Linked DNA regions of Ovis aries: region 1 is linked to region 2. A link is a contact called in public Hi-C data. All regions are on one chromosome and are shown on one strand. The core of a region is the stretch at or near the end of the contact, and the rest is flanking DNA. Distances in the headings are between cores, read along the strand shown.

Region 1 (5,795 bases), core at 2,837-5,336, 89 kb after region 2:
CAGCAGTTCAGTTCAGTTCAGTTCAGTTGCTCAGTTGTGTCCGACTCTTTGCGACCCCATGGCCTGCAGCATACCAGGCCTCCCTGTCCATCACCAACTCCTGGAGTTTACCCAGACTCATATCCATCGAGTCGGTGATGCCATTCAACCATCTCATCCTCTGTCGTCCCCTTCTCCTCCTGACTTCAATCTTTCCCAGCATCGGGGTGTTTTCAAATGAGTCAGCTCTTTGCATCAGGTGGCCAAAGTATTGGAGTTTCAGCTTCAACATCAGTCCTTCCAATGAACACTCAGGGCTGATCTCCTTTAGGAAATGAAGACCCAGTGCAGCCGAAAAGAAATTAATTAAAAAACTAAAAAGATAGAAAAAAGTAAAATTGGGATATGGTTGATTTACAATTGTAAGTTGTATTAATCACTGCTGTACAGCGAAGTGATTTAGTTATATTTACATTCTTTTTTAAATATTTGTTTTCCGTATGGTTTATCACAGGATATTGAATACAGTTCTCTGTGCTATGCAGTAGAATCTTATTCATCCGTTCTATATATAAAAGCTTGCGTCTGCTAACCTCAGCCTCCCGCTCCGTCCTCCCTCAACCTGCTTCCCCTTGGCAGCCACCAGTGTGTTCTCTATGTCCGTGATTCTGTTTCTTTTTTTGAGATTAATGATTGGCGCGGGCTCTCCTTGCTGCACTGCCTGCAGGCCGGCTCTCGTTGCGGTTCGCGGGGGCTATTCTTTGTTGCAATGCACCAGCTTCTCACTGTGGTGGCTTCTCTGTTGCAGAGCACGGGCTCTAGGCGTGGGGGCTCCCAGTAGTTCCAGCTCACGGGCTTAGCTGCCCCATGGCGTCTTCCCAGACCAGGGATTGAACCCGTGTCCCCTGCATTGGCAAGCAGATTCTTAACCACTGGGCCACCAGGGAAGCCCTCTTTCTTGTTTCATAGATATGTTCATTTGTGTCGTATTTTAGATTCCACATTGATATCATATGGTCTTTGTCTTTCTCTTTCTGACCTACTTCACTTAGTATGATAATCTCTCAGTTCAGTTCAGTTCATTTCAGTCACTCAGTCATGTCTGACTCTGCGACCCCGTGAATCACAGCACGCCAGGCCTCCCTGTCCATCACCAACTCCCGGAGTTCACTCAGGTTCATGTCCATCAAGTCAGTGATGCCATCCAGCCATCTCATCCTCTGTCGTCCCCTTCTCCTCCTGCCCCCAATCCCTCCCAGCATCAGAGTCTTTTCCAATGAGTCAACTCTTTGCATGAAAGCTCTAGTTGCAACCAAAAAATCAACTTCTGATTTGCCCTACAGGGGCCTCTCCCCTTGCCTACAAGATTGTAATAAAACTTTAACAGATACTTGTAACTAAATTGTTTTAAGTCTTCTTTCTCTCATCTAAAAAAAAAAAAAGTTAGGGACTTTCCCGGTGGTCCAGTGGCTAAGACTCTGTGCTTCCAATGCAGGGGGCCCGGATTTGAAGATCCCTGATCAGGAAGCTAGGTCTCATGTTCCTCGACTGAAGATCCTGCATGCTGCAACTAAGACCTGGCGCAGGCCAACAATAAATAAAATAAATAAGTACTTAAAAATTAGAATGCATAGATTACTTAATGTGGTTGACCTGCTTGTGTCAAGTTATGCTAAGAGGCTACTGTAAATGTAGGAAAAATCAGCAAGAGGTTCAAAGAAAGCTCAGCCAAAGAAATAGCAAGACAACTATAGGGGAACATTAAAAACTAAGAGTGGTTTTGCACATGCGCAATAGTGTAACCTCTGAATGGTGAAAACAGAGATGATATAAGATGCTTGTGCTGGGAGCAAGGGCAGAGGGGAGGCGGTGAGAGCCCAGCCTGAATCCACCAGGAAGAAAGGCAACAGGCCAGGATGAAGAAGGTGAGTCAAAAAGAGCAGCATACCCGTTATTCCGAAACAGGGAGAGAAAGGACTTCCCTGGTGGTCCAGTGGTTAGGACTCGGCACTCCCAGTACAGGGGGCTGGGTTCAAACCCCGGACAGGGAACTAGATCCATGTGCTGCAGCCAAGACCCCGAGCAGCCAAGTAAATAAATACATGTTTAAACAATAATAAGATAATTTTTGCAATATGCCAGGTACTGGATAAATATTAAAAAAAAAAACACAACAGGAAGGAACAGGCAGATGAGGGAATTCCTTGGTAGTACAGTGGTTAGGACTCCACACTTTCACTGCAAAGGGTGTGAGTTCATCCCTGGTGGGAGAACCAAAATGCCACAAGTCACGAGATGTGGTGAAAAAAAGAAACAGGGAGATAAGTGAACTTGGAAGGAAAATCACTGCAGATGGTGACTGCAGCCATGAAATTAAAAGATGCTTACTCCTTGGAAGGAAAGTTATGACCAACCTAGACAGCATATTAAAAAGCAGAGACGTTACTTTGCCAACAAATGTCCGTCTAGTCAAGGCTATCTGTGGGTTTTCCTTTGGTCATGTATGGATGTGAGAGTTGCACTGTGAAGAAAGCTGAGCACCGAGGAATTGATGCTTTTGAACATTTTGAATTGATGCTTTTAGTGTTGGAGAAGACTCTTGAGAGTCCCTTGGACTGCAAGGAGATCCAACCAGTCCATCCTAAAGGAGACTAGTCCTGGGTGTTCATTGGAAGGACTGATGCTGAGGCTGAAACTCGAATACTTTGGCCACCTCATGCGAAGAGCTGACTCATTAGAAAAGACCCTGATGCTGGGAGGGACTGGGGGCAAGAGGAGAAGGGGACGACAGAGGATGAGATGGCTGGATGGCATCACCGACTTGATGCACATGAGTTTGGGTGAACTCTGGGAGTTGGTGATGCACAGGGAGGCCTGGTGTGCTGCGATTCATTGGGTCGCAAAGAGTTGGACACGACTGAGCGACTGAACTGAACTGAACTGAAGTGAAGCCGAGTGGAGAGGGCTGTGGGAAGCAGGCAACTGCTGTTCAGTGCCAGCATTTCCATCCTATGAATTTTTAAACTAGTGCTTTATTGAGCACACACACACACAAAACTGAACTAAAAACAAACACCCAGCAGTGCTGATATAAATCTAACATGACCAGAGGAAGTGAGGCCTTTGTTTCATTTTGACTTCTTAATATCTTCTTTTTCTTTCTCCCTATTAACTTACAAAGAGGTAATCAACTCTCAAGTAATTGGGAACAAAGACAGCACAATAGTGAAGGGGATTTTTGGAAGCTTTGCCCATAGCTCATTACCGTAATTCGTCATGACAGAAAGTGACAACCTAATAAAGTTTGCAAGTAGCCACAAATGTTGGAAATTTGACTCAGAGGGGACAGCCCGCACAGGTGGAATTCTAAAGGAATTCTGTCCCATAAGCAGGCAGCTTACGTAGCTGCTGATGGAAGTCAGTTATGAAAAGCCCACATCCTTGGATGAACCTATAGCCTGTTACACAGAGTGAAGCGAGTCAGAAAGAGAAGAACATTGTACCTTAACACATATATGAGGAATCTAGAAAAATGGTATTAAGTGGTATTCTATTCTCAGGGAAAGAACAGAGTCAGATAAAGAAAACAGACTGGTGGACATAATAGGGGGAAAGAAGTGGGACAAAGGGAGAAAGTGGCATCGATATACATACACTGCTGCTGCTGCTGCTGCTAAGTCGCTTCAGTCGTGTCCGGCTCGGTGCGACCCCATAGACGGCAGCCCACCAGACTCCCCCGTCCCTGGGATTCTCCAGGCAAGAGCACTGGAGTGGGGTGCCATGCCCTCCTCCAGGGGATCTTCCCAACCTAGGGATCAAACTCGTGAGAGGATCTCTCACGCCTCCTGTATCAGCAGGCACGTTCTTTACCACTTTTGCCAACTGGCAATTATGGCTGATTTGCGTTGTTGTAAGGAAGAAATCAACACAACATTGTAAGGCAATTTTCCTCTAATTAAAAGATAAATTTTAAAAGACCCCACATCTTGGTTTTGTTAACAAGGAATTTGTTGTTGAAAGAAAACAGTAGTCCTTTTTTAACTCGATACAGTAATCTCAATGTCCAACTGCCGGAGGCTGCCGACCTAAAGCGGCGTTGTGTAACCATCACCCAACTGCACAGCTGACAGGCAGAAGGGACACGTGAGCTTCCAATGACTTTCTCAGCTCCACTTGAATTAAATTTGCAATAAAGACCTCCTTTTCTGCTGTAGCTGCAAAACTGATTGGAAAAAAAAAGTCAGAATGACTAATTGTTTTCAACGTATTCATTATGTGTATCCACGGACAACCACAACCAGCCTGTACGCTTGTAACTATCATAAAGGGACGTGCTTTTTCTAGTTTTCCGGATGGTCAAGTGAAAGTGTGTGTGAAAGTGTTCGTCCCTCGGTCGTGTCTGACTCTTTGCGACCTCGAGGGCTGTAGCCTGCCAGGCTTCTCTGTCCTTTGAATTCTCCAGGCAAGAATATTGGAGTGGGTAGCCATTCCCTTCTCCAAGGGGAATCTTCCAATCCAGGGATCAAACCCAGGTCTTTGGCGTTGCAGGTAAATTCTTTACCATCTGAGCCATTTGAATTGAATGATTTAAATGACACACTTCTACACTTTGGTCAAGAGACAAGCACACCGTTCCTATGAGGTGGAAACAGGCAAAAAAACAATCACAGAGCACTCGAGCTATGGTGGAAGCTGCACAAGTGACCTGGGACCAGGACCCTTGCTGATGAGACGTGCAGGCATTCAGGTAGCCTCTGACTTCGTCTACAAGGGGAAGGGCAAAGGGTGTTCATTTGCAAAGAAGGTCATTTGTCCCAGGAACTTTACTCAACACATCTAAACATTTTTCCATGTCACTCATCTCAGGACACCAAAGTTCAAGTTCAACAGAGCCAAGAGCGAAAGACTCCTCTAACTGCCAAGGCAAAGATAACTCTCCCTGATCTGGGATCAGCTTAATGGGCAAATTTGTTAGTACGAGAGCAAGAAAGACGTCTAAAATCAACTACTTTATTGGGTGCAGGGGAGCAGGAAAGGTCTCTAAAAAATGAAAAGGGAACGTGTGAGCTACTGATACTCATCAGAGTAAAAGCCAAAGTCTCACAATTTCCTGCAAGATCCTGCAAGACCTGGTCCCCAGCTCCCTGCAGTCCTGCTCATAAACCCTTCTTGCCCACCGTCCATTGTACTGGTGGCTTTCGCTGCTTCCACACTGGCTGTTCCTCTGCCTGGGATGTTCTTCCAGGGTGTCCCGTGATCCACTCACTTCTTTTCGGATTTTGTTAAAGATTAAAGATTCAGGCCCTTCCTGAACACCCTAACTAAAATTGCAGGGACCTCCCTAGTGGTCCTGTGGTTAAGACTCCTTCCTTCCACTGCAGGGGCCATGCATTCAGTCCCTGGCCGGGGAACTAAGATCCAACAGGCTGAGCAGTGTGGGGATGGGTGGGGAATAAATAAAAAACAATAAGTGAAATTGCAAACCTCACCCTCCACTCCTTCCTAGCCCGGATTTCTCCCCATCCCCCACGCCCCCTTCACAATCACGTGACCCCAGGACTCTAATGATTTCACTATCTCCCCTGCACTAGAATGTCAGCTCCGCGAAGATGAGTTACCTCGGTCTTGCTTTCTGTCCTGGCCTCACTCAGCCAGCAGTGAGTGTTCCATATTTGTTCAATCCATCAGAAAACTGTCACCAGGTTCATAAACCAGAGAACGTGTAGTACTCTACTTAAAATTACACTTTCAGAGTTGTAACTTTTTTTTTCCAGATCAACATCATTTTTCCAGCAGATATTAATCAGCCATCTGAA
Region 2 (5,992 bases), core at 1,941-4,440:
TGCAGTGGGGACTTACTCTCACTGTAGTCCAGTGAGAGGCAGGCAGAGGCCACTTCCCATGGTGACTCAGGGATGCAGTCCATCCTGGACGCGGGCCATCACCCTTTGAGTTTGTCCAGGGGCAGCTTGTCTCCTTGGTACCGGGTCCCTGTCCCCAGCAGCCAAGTCCTGCGGCGGCAGAATCCAGGCACAGGTGAGGGAGGTGCCCGGCCACACCTGATGCCCGTCCTCATTCGGTTTGCTGAGCGGAACTCAGACTTTCTCTACTTGGCTTCTGAACACAAAGGATCTCCCACTTGTTCGTCTATCCGTGGGTCAGCAGAGAGTGGTTCTGAAACCAGGTGACCAGGTCCCAGAGAGCTAAGCATCACCCCTACCCCTGCCCACTGGCCACCAGGGACCCTGCCCCTCCTCCAGGCTTCTCCCACACCGTCTATACTGCATGGATCCCCCAGACACCTCCGCAGTGTCAACACAGACCCAGCACTCACACACATGTACACATAAGCATGCCTACACACGCCAGTGCCTGAGGGGGTGCCAGGGTGGCGACATCCTCTCCCAGAAGCACTGGCAGGGACAGAGCTGCCGGGCAGGGCTCAAGGTATACCTGTCAGTGGGCGGCTCCTGACCCAGGATTTCAGGAAAGTGAGCAGGTGCCTCACCTTGCCCTCAGGGCCACCCCATAGCTGGGCCAGGGTCACCTTCCCCACCAGGCCCTGGAGGCTGGCTCAGGATTCTTCTGGGGGCCAAGAACATATTTTAATTTCTCCTAAAATCAGAAGGAAACATGAGCACAGTGTCCCTCGATTTCCGGAGTGGGGAAGCGGCTCCAGGAGCCCCTGTGGAGCCCTGATCCAGTGCATCCAGGGGACACCTGGGCTCCACAGCCGCGGGTTTCAAGTCCTCAGATTCGCCCACCTGCGGCTCGAACCAGCCACGGTCAGTTGAATCTGTGGACATGAAACCTGTGGCCACGGGGGGCTGACTGTCTCAGTGCTGAGGGTATAGTGAGTCCAGACTGCCTCTCATGCACTTTTATGCCTCCAGCCGTGAAACATCTTCACTCACGTTGTCTGATGGAGAAAGACAGCCTCCACCTGGGGCTTCCCAGGTGGCACTGGTGGTAAAGAACCCGCCCGGCAATGCAGAAAACGTAAGAGATGCAGGTTCAGTCCCTGGGTGGGGGAGATCCCCTGGAGGAGGGCATGGCCACCCACTCCAGCAATTCTCGCCTGGAGAATCCCCGTGGACTGAGGAGCCTGCCAGGCCTCCATGGGGTCGCAGGATCGGACAGGACTGTGATGGCTTAGCACACACGTGAGGCCAGAAGCGAGGAGAACTCCATTCCACTCCATAGACATCTTGGGGTGTCTGCCCTGAGGCAGGTGCTGTCCTTGGCCCCGGCGGGGACAGAGCCGTGGGCCAAGGACACACACACCGACTGTGAGTGCAGGAGCTGTGCCCCCACCCCGGGCCTTGTGCTCAGCCCTGCACAGAGAGTGACGGGTGGGGGTAGACAGAGAGAAGGTGCTGGAAGGCCCAGAAGCAGCTGTCCCCAGCAGCCACCTCCCTCCACAGCAGGCTGTCTGTCTCCATTTCCATGGTCGGCCGAGCAGGGGGACAGTCAGCGACATCTAACCACCCCTGTGGCTCTCGTTTCCTCCCTGAAATGGGAGGAGACGGTGCTGCAAAGCTTTCTTGTTTCGTGTGCCCTGCCTTCAGATCTCGCCTTTGGCAGCTTGTCCCCATCCCGGAGGACCCTCCCCGGCAGGTACTGGTGTCTCCTCAGACCTGGGCCCCGGCTGGGTCCCCAAGTCCTTGGAGTGTCCCAGCTGTCCTGCACCCCTGCATTAGCAGACCGGCTCTGATAACCACTTGCTGGCTGTATCTTGACAGCGACCTGAGGAGATAACCTGCTTCCTCCCATTTTATCGTCAGCGACAGCATTTTATCATCAGTGACAGCAAGCAGGTGAGACCCAGGGCTGTGGGAGCTCCTGGCTAGACTCAGGGCCGCTGTTCAGGGAGCACCCCCTCCCTTCTCTGGGCTGCACCTTCTTAAGCTGTAAGAGCTTGTGGCTCAGCTGGTAAAGAATCCACCTGCAATGTGGGAGACCTGGGTTCGATCCCTGGGTTGGGAAGATCCCCTGGAGAAGGGAATGGCTACCCACTGCAGTATTCTGGCCTGGAGAACTCCATGGACTGTATAGGCCATGGGGTCGCAAAGAGTTGGACACGACTGAGCAGCTTTCACTTTCAGATCAGTCTAAGCTCTTTGCCCAGCTCTGACAGCCTGGAATTTCATTCTACGTAAAATAAAGAAGGATAAACCTATAGAGGGGAAAACCCAAATCAAAACACACACCCACCCCCCACCCCAGCTGAGGAGAGATGATTCCAGATTAATCAGGCTTTTTGTTGTTGTAAGTGGTAAATGTCAAAGGCTTTGCAATGCCAGGACTGGAGCAAACTTTCTGCAATCTATCAAGTTTCCACAGGATGTATATACATAATAGGATGTATTTGTACAGAAAGAGGCTTGGCATAAGGAACTGGCTCATGTGATAATGGAGGCTGACGAGTCCTGGGACCTGCAGTGGGTGAGCTGGAGACCCAGGAGAGCTGACGGCCTGACTCCTAAAGGCAGGCAGATGGCAGACTCAGGAAGAGCTGGTGCCCACTCCAAAAGAGAAAAAGCCAGTGTCTCAGATCAAGGCCACTGGGGAGGAGGAATCCTCTCTAACTTATGGGAGGGTCAACCTTTTTGTTCTATTCAGGCCTTGAGCTGATTGGATGGGGCCCATCTGCTTTTCTCAGTCTACCCAGTAAATGTTAATTTCATCTAAAAAAAAAAAAACCACCCTCACAGACACACTCAGAACTGTATGGTGACCAAATAGCTTGGCCCCACGGCTCAGCCAAATCGACCCATAGAATTACCCATCACACCTCTTCCAGGCAAGATTTTAGCAGACGTGGGAGCTGAAGAGTTTTCTCCCATGGCTGGGACTCCAGGGGCAGAGATGAAAGCAGAGACGCTCACTGCCCAACTCGATGACGGGCATGCACATCTTCCTCGTGGCCACAAGGTGGCGCCCATGGACGCAATTCCCTGGATGGAGCTGTGACTAACCTTCATCGGCCGGAAGGGGGCCCCAGCTGGGGGCTGAGGATGGGTTTTGCTCTCTGACTGTAACGCAGGGACTCTGAGCAGGGGTGCAGACCAGCCTGGCAAAACGGAAGGAGCACGACTCGGCAGCCCGACAATTCCGTGGGAATCTGGATGCTTCTACAGGAGCAGCTGGGAGGGTCCTACTTTCTGGAGCTAGGCACTCGCCTCTCTTAGGTTCCCAGAAAGAGCCCAGAGACTCCCCTGCCCTTGTGTCTCACTTTGACACAGGGCGTTTGGGGCTGGTGCACAGAGGCTCAGTAATTTGGATACCCCAGGGCTCATAACTGGCTCTCTGTCGCTGTCAAAACAGGCCCTGGTGACCGACCGCACTCTTAAACCCAAAGGCAAGGTCGGAGTGGGAAAGTGGTTGCTTCTATTTGAAGGAAGAGAAAGGGCAGGTCATAGGCAGCACTCAGCAGGGGTAGAATTTTAAAGGGACCAGCCTCCGATTTTCTCCTGGAAGACCCCAGGAGCCCGGCTGTCACTTGCTGCCAGCTGGCTGGCACTGTTTTGCTGTCCTGGGCACAGACACAACAAACGCAGGGTATGTCCCCGGGCTCGAAACTTGGGCCGTGGGTGCCAGCAGCCCCCACCTTGTGATCTGGGTAAAAGGAAAGCAGAAGTGTTAAGTTGCTCGGCTGTGGCCAACTCTGCAGCCCCATGGACTGCAGCCCACTAGGCTCCTTTGTCCATGGGATTTCCCAGGCAAGAATGCTGGAGTAGGTTGCCATTTCCTTCTCCAGCGGAACTTCCCAATCCAGGCACCCAACCGGGGTCTCCTGCATTACAAGCAGATACTTTACTGAGTGAGCCACCAGGGAAGTCCAGGTAAAAGGAGGAGATTCCCAGTGAAAGAACCAGCATTACTTTCCTTGTAGTGAAAACAACCCACCTAAAGCCCTAACTAAAAAACAACAATAAACCTTACTATAAAACAGAGACATGGAAGAGCATAGTCGAATCCGCAACTCGGTGGAAAGACCGCCCCACGCCGCCCATAACCTGGGCTGCATCCCCAGAAGGAACCATCACTTGGCTATGTGCATCTCTAGGTAATACTGTTTGGTCTTGCTTGTTAAGTGAAAATCTCTTTAATTTATGGGACTCCCCCACTTCCATTCCTTTCTTCCCCGCACAATTTATTTGTTGAAGAACCCGAACCTCGTTTCCCGTAGTGCAGTTCAGCTGTTGCCCATCTTCTATACTTCCTACAAATCAGCAGCCAGACCCAGAGCCTGGCTTGGGCTTAAGAACTCACAGGGCTGCAGTTCTCCAGATGACCAGAATATGCAGTTGTCCTTCTGTGACCTTAGCAGCTGAGCACCGAAGAACTGATGCTTTTGAACTGTGGTATTGGAGAAGACTCTTGAGTGTCCCTTGGACTGCAGGGAGATCCAACCAGTCCATCCTAAAAGAAATCAGTCCTGAATATTCATTGGAAGGACTGATGCTGAAGCTGAAACTCCAATACTTTGGCCACCTGATGTGAAGAACTGACTCATTGGAAAAGACCCTGATGCTGGGAAAGATTGAAGGCAGAAGGGGATGACAGAGGATGAGACAGTTGGATGGCATTGCTGACTCAGTGGACGAGTTTGAGTAAACTTCAGGAGCTGGTGATGGACAGGGAGGCCTGGCGTGCTGCAGTTCATGAGGTCGCAGTCAGACATGACTGAGTGACTGAACGGAACTGAGTAACTGAAGATGCTGAACGCTTATATCTGTTCACTCATGCAAAATGGCAGTTATTCCTTTAATTAATTAGCTTGCTTACTTTCATGGGTACTGCTCTCCAGCTTCTGTCCATTTAGGAAAGGCAGGATAAAGTCACCTTGTTTACTTACGAGCTTTCAAAATTGGTTCCTTATTGTCCTCCAAAGGGGATCAGTTCTATATGAAAATTACTTAGAATTATGAATTCATGGATTTTAACAGTCAGGGGGTTGGAAGTTGATTGCAATCTAAAGTGCTCCATTCTATTTATTTGGCTGCACCAGGTCTTAGTTGTGACATGCAGGACCGTTGTTATTAGGTGACATGCAGGACTGTTATTAGGTGCGGCATAGGGACTTAGTTGCAGCACGTGGGATCTAATTCCCTGACCAAGAATGGAACCCGGGCCCCTTGTGTTGGGAGCACAGAGTCTCAGTCAACAGACCACCAGGGAAGTCCCCCAAGGTGTTTCATTCTTGACCAATGAAAGCCTCAAGTCAGCTTCCGAGCCCTTGTGCTATGACCCTTGTGTCTTTGATCACTTCTTTCCTCTTTGATGAGATAACATTTCCCCGGCTCGATCTTGTAAATTTCCTGTACCAGACCTAGAATCAGCCATTTCTCCAAGAATGGCTTCTTCAGCGAGGAAAGGTATTGAAAGACCATAATCCAGGTGCTAAGTTGATCAATAAATTTTATAACCAAAGCTTGTTTATTATTCCCACTGTCCGAAAGTACAGTGGTCCTATGAAACCCTTCCTAAGTCAAAATAGCATTAAGGGAAGAAGCAATTACCTTAGGGTATGCTCTGGTAACCGGTTCAAAGAATAAACTGCGATAAAGCACAGACACGGAGACAGGGTTCACAGCTGCGGCGGCTGCGTGTTGAGATGCCAAGTGTGGTTTCTGGGAAGGAGCCTGGGGGGCCCTCCCTCACTACTCAGGAGCACTCCCTCTGTAACGAAACCAACACTGAACGCTGTTCTCACTCTGCCTTTCACACAAGCAAAAATCCTCTTCGGATTTCTGTTACTGAAAATGGGTGCTAATGTAGGTCTTTCATAAAAGGAAAATGGTGTAAGGTGCATTTTGGAAAAGCAGGGGA

Evidence for each region. Hi-C and Micro-C count contacts between places; a contact is called where the count stands out from the background.
Region 1: a contact with region 2 is called in a Hi-C map of hypothalamus, with 7 times the contacts expected there. The contact joins two enhancer-like sites. A contact is called at or near these places in 10 of 16 Hi-C or Micro-C datasets (blood, hypothalamus, mesenteric adipose tissue and 5 more).

What each region holds. Positions count from the first base shown.
Region 1 is chr11:54,127,770-54,133,564 of ARS-UI_Ramb_v3.0, forward strand. No RefSeq gene overlaps it. Among named protein-coding and RNA genes, the nearest start is that of SEC14L1, 36 kb to the left of the region's middle. Within about 2 kb of position 4,087, at least 4 of the 54 cell types and tissues checked have an H3K27ac peak or open chromatin away from gene starts, as enhancers often do. A contact at or near this core is called in hypothalamus, where this site is marked.
Region 2 is chr11:54,039,826-54,045,817 of ARS-UI_Ramb_v3.0, forward strand. No RefSeq gene overlaps it. Among named protein-coding and RNA genes, the nearest start is that of SEPTIN9, 26 kb to the left of the region's middle. Within about 2 kb of position 3,191, at least 12 of the 54 cell types and tissues checked have an H3K27ac peak or open chromatin away from gene starts, as enhancers often do. A contact at or near this core is called in hypothalamus, where this site is marked.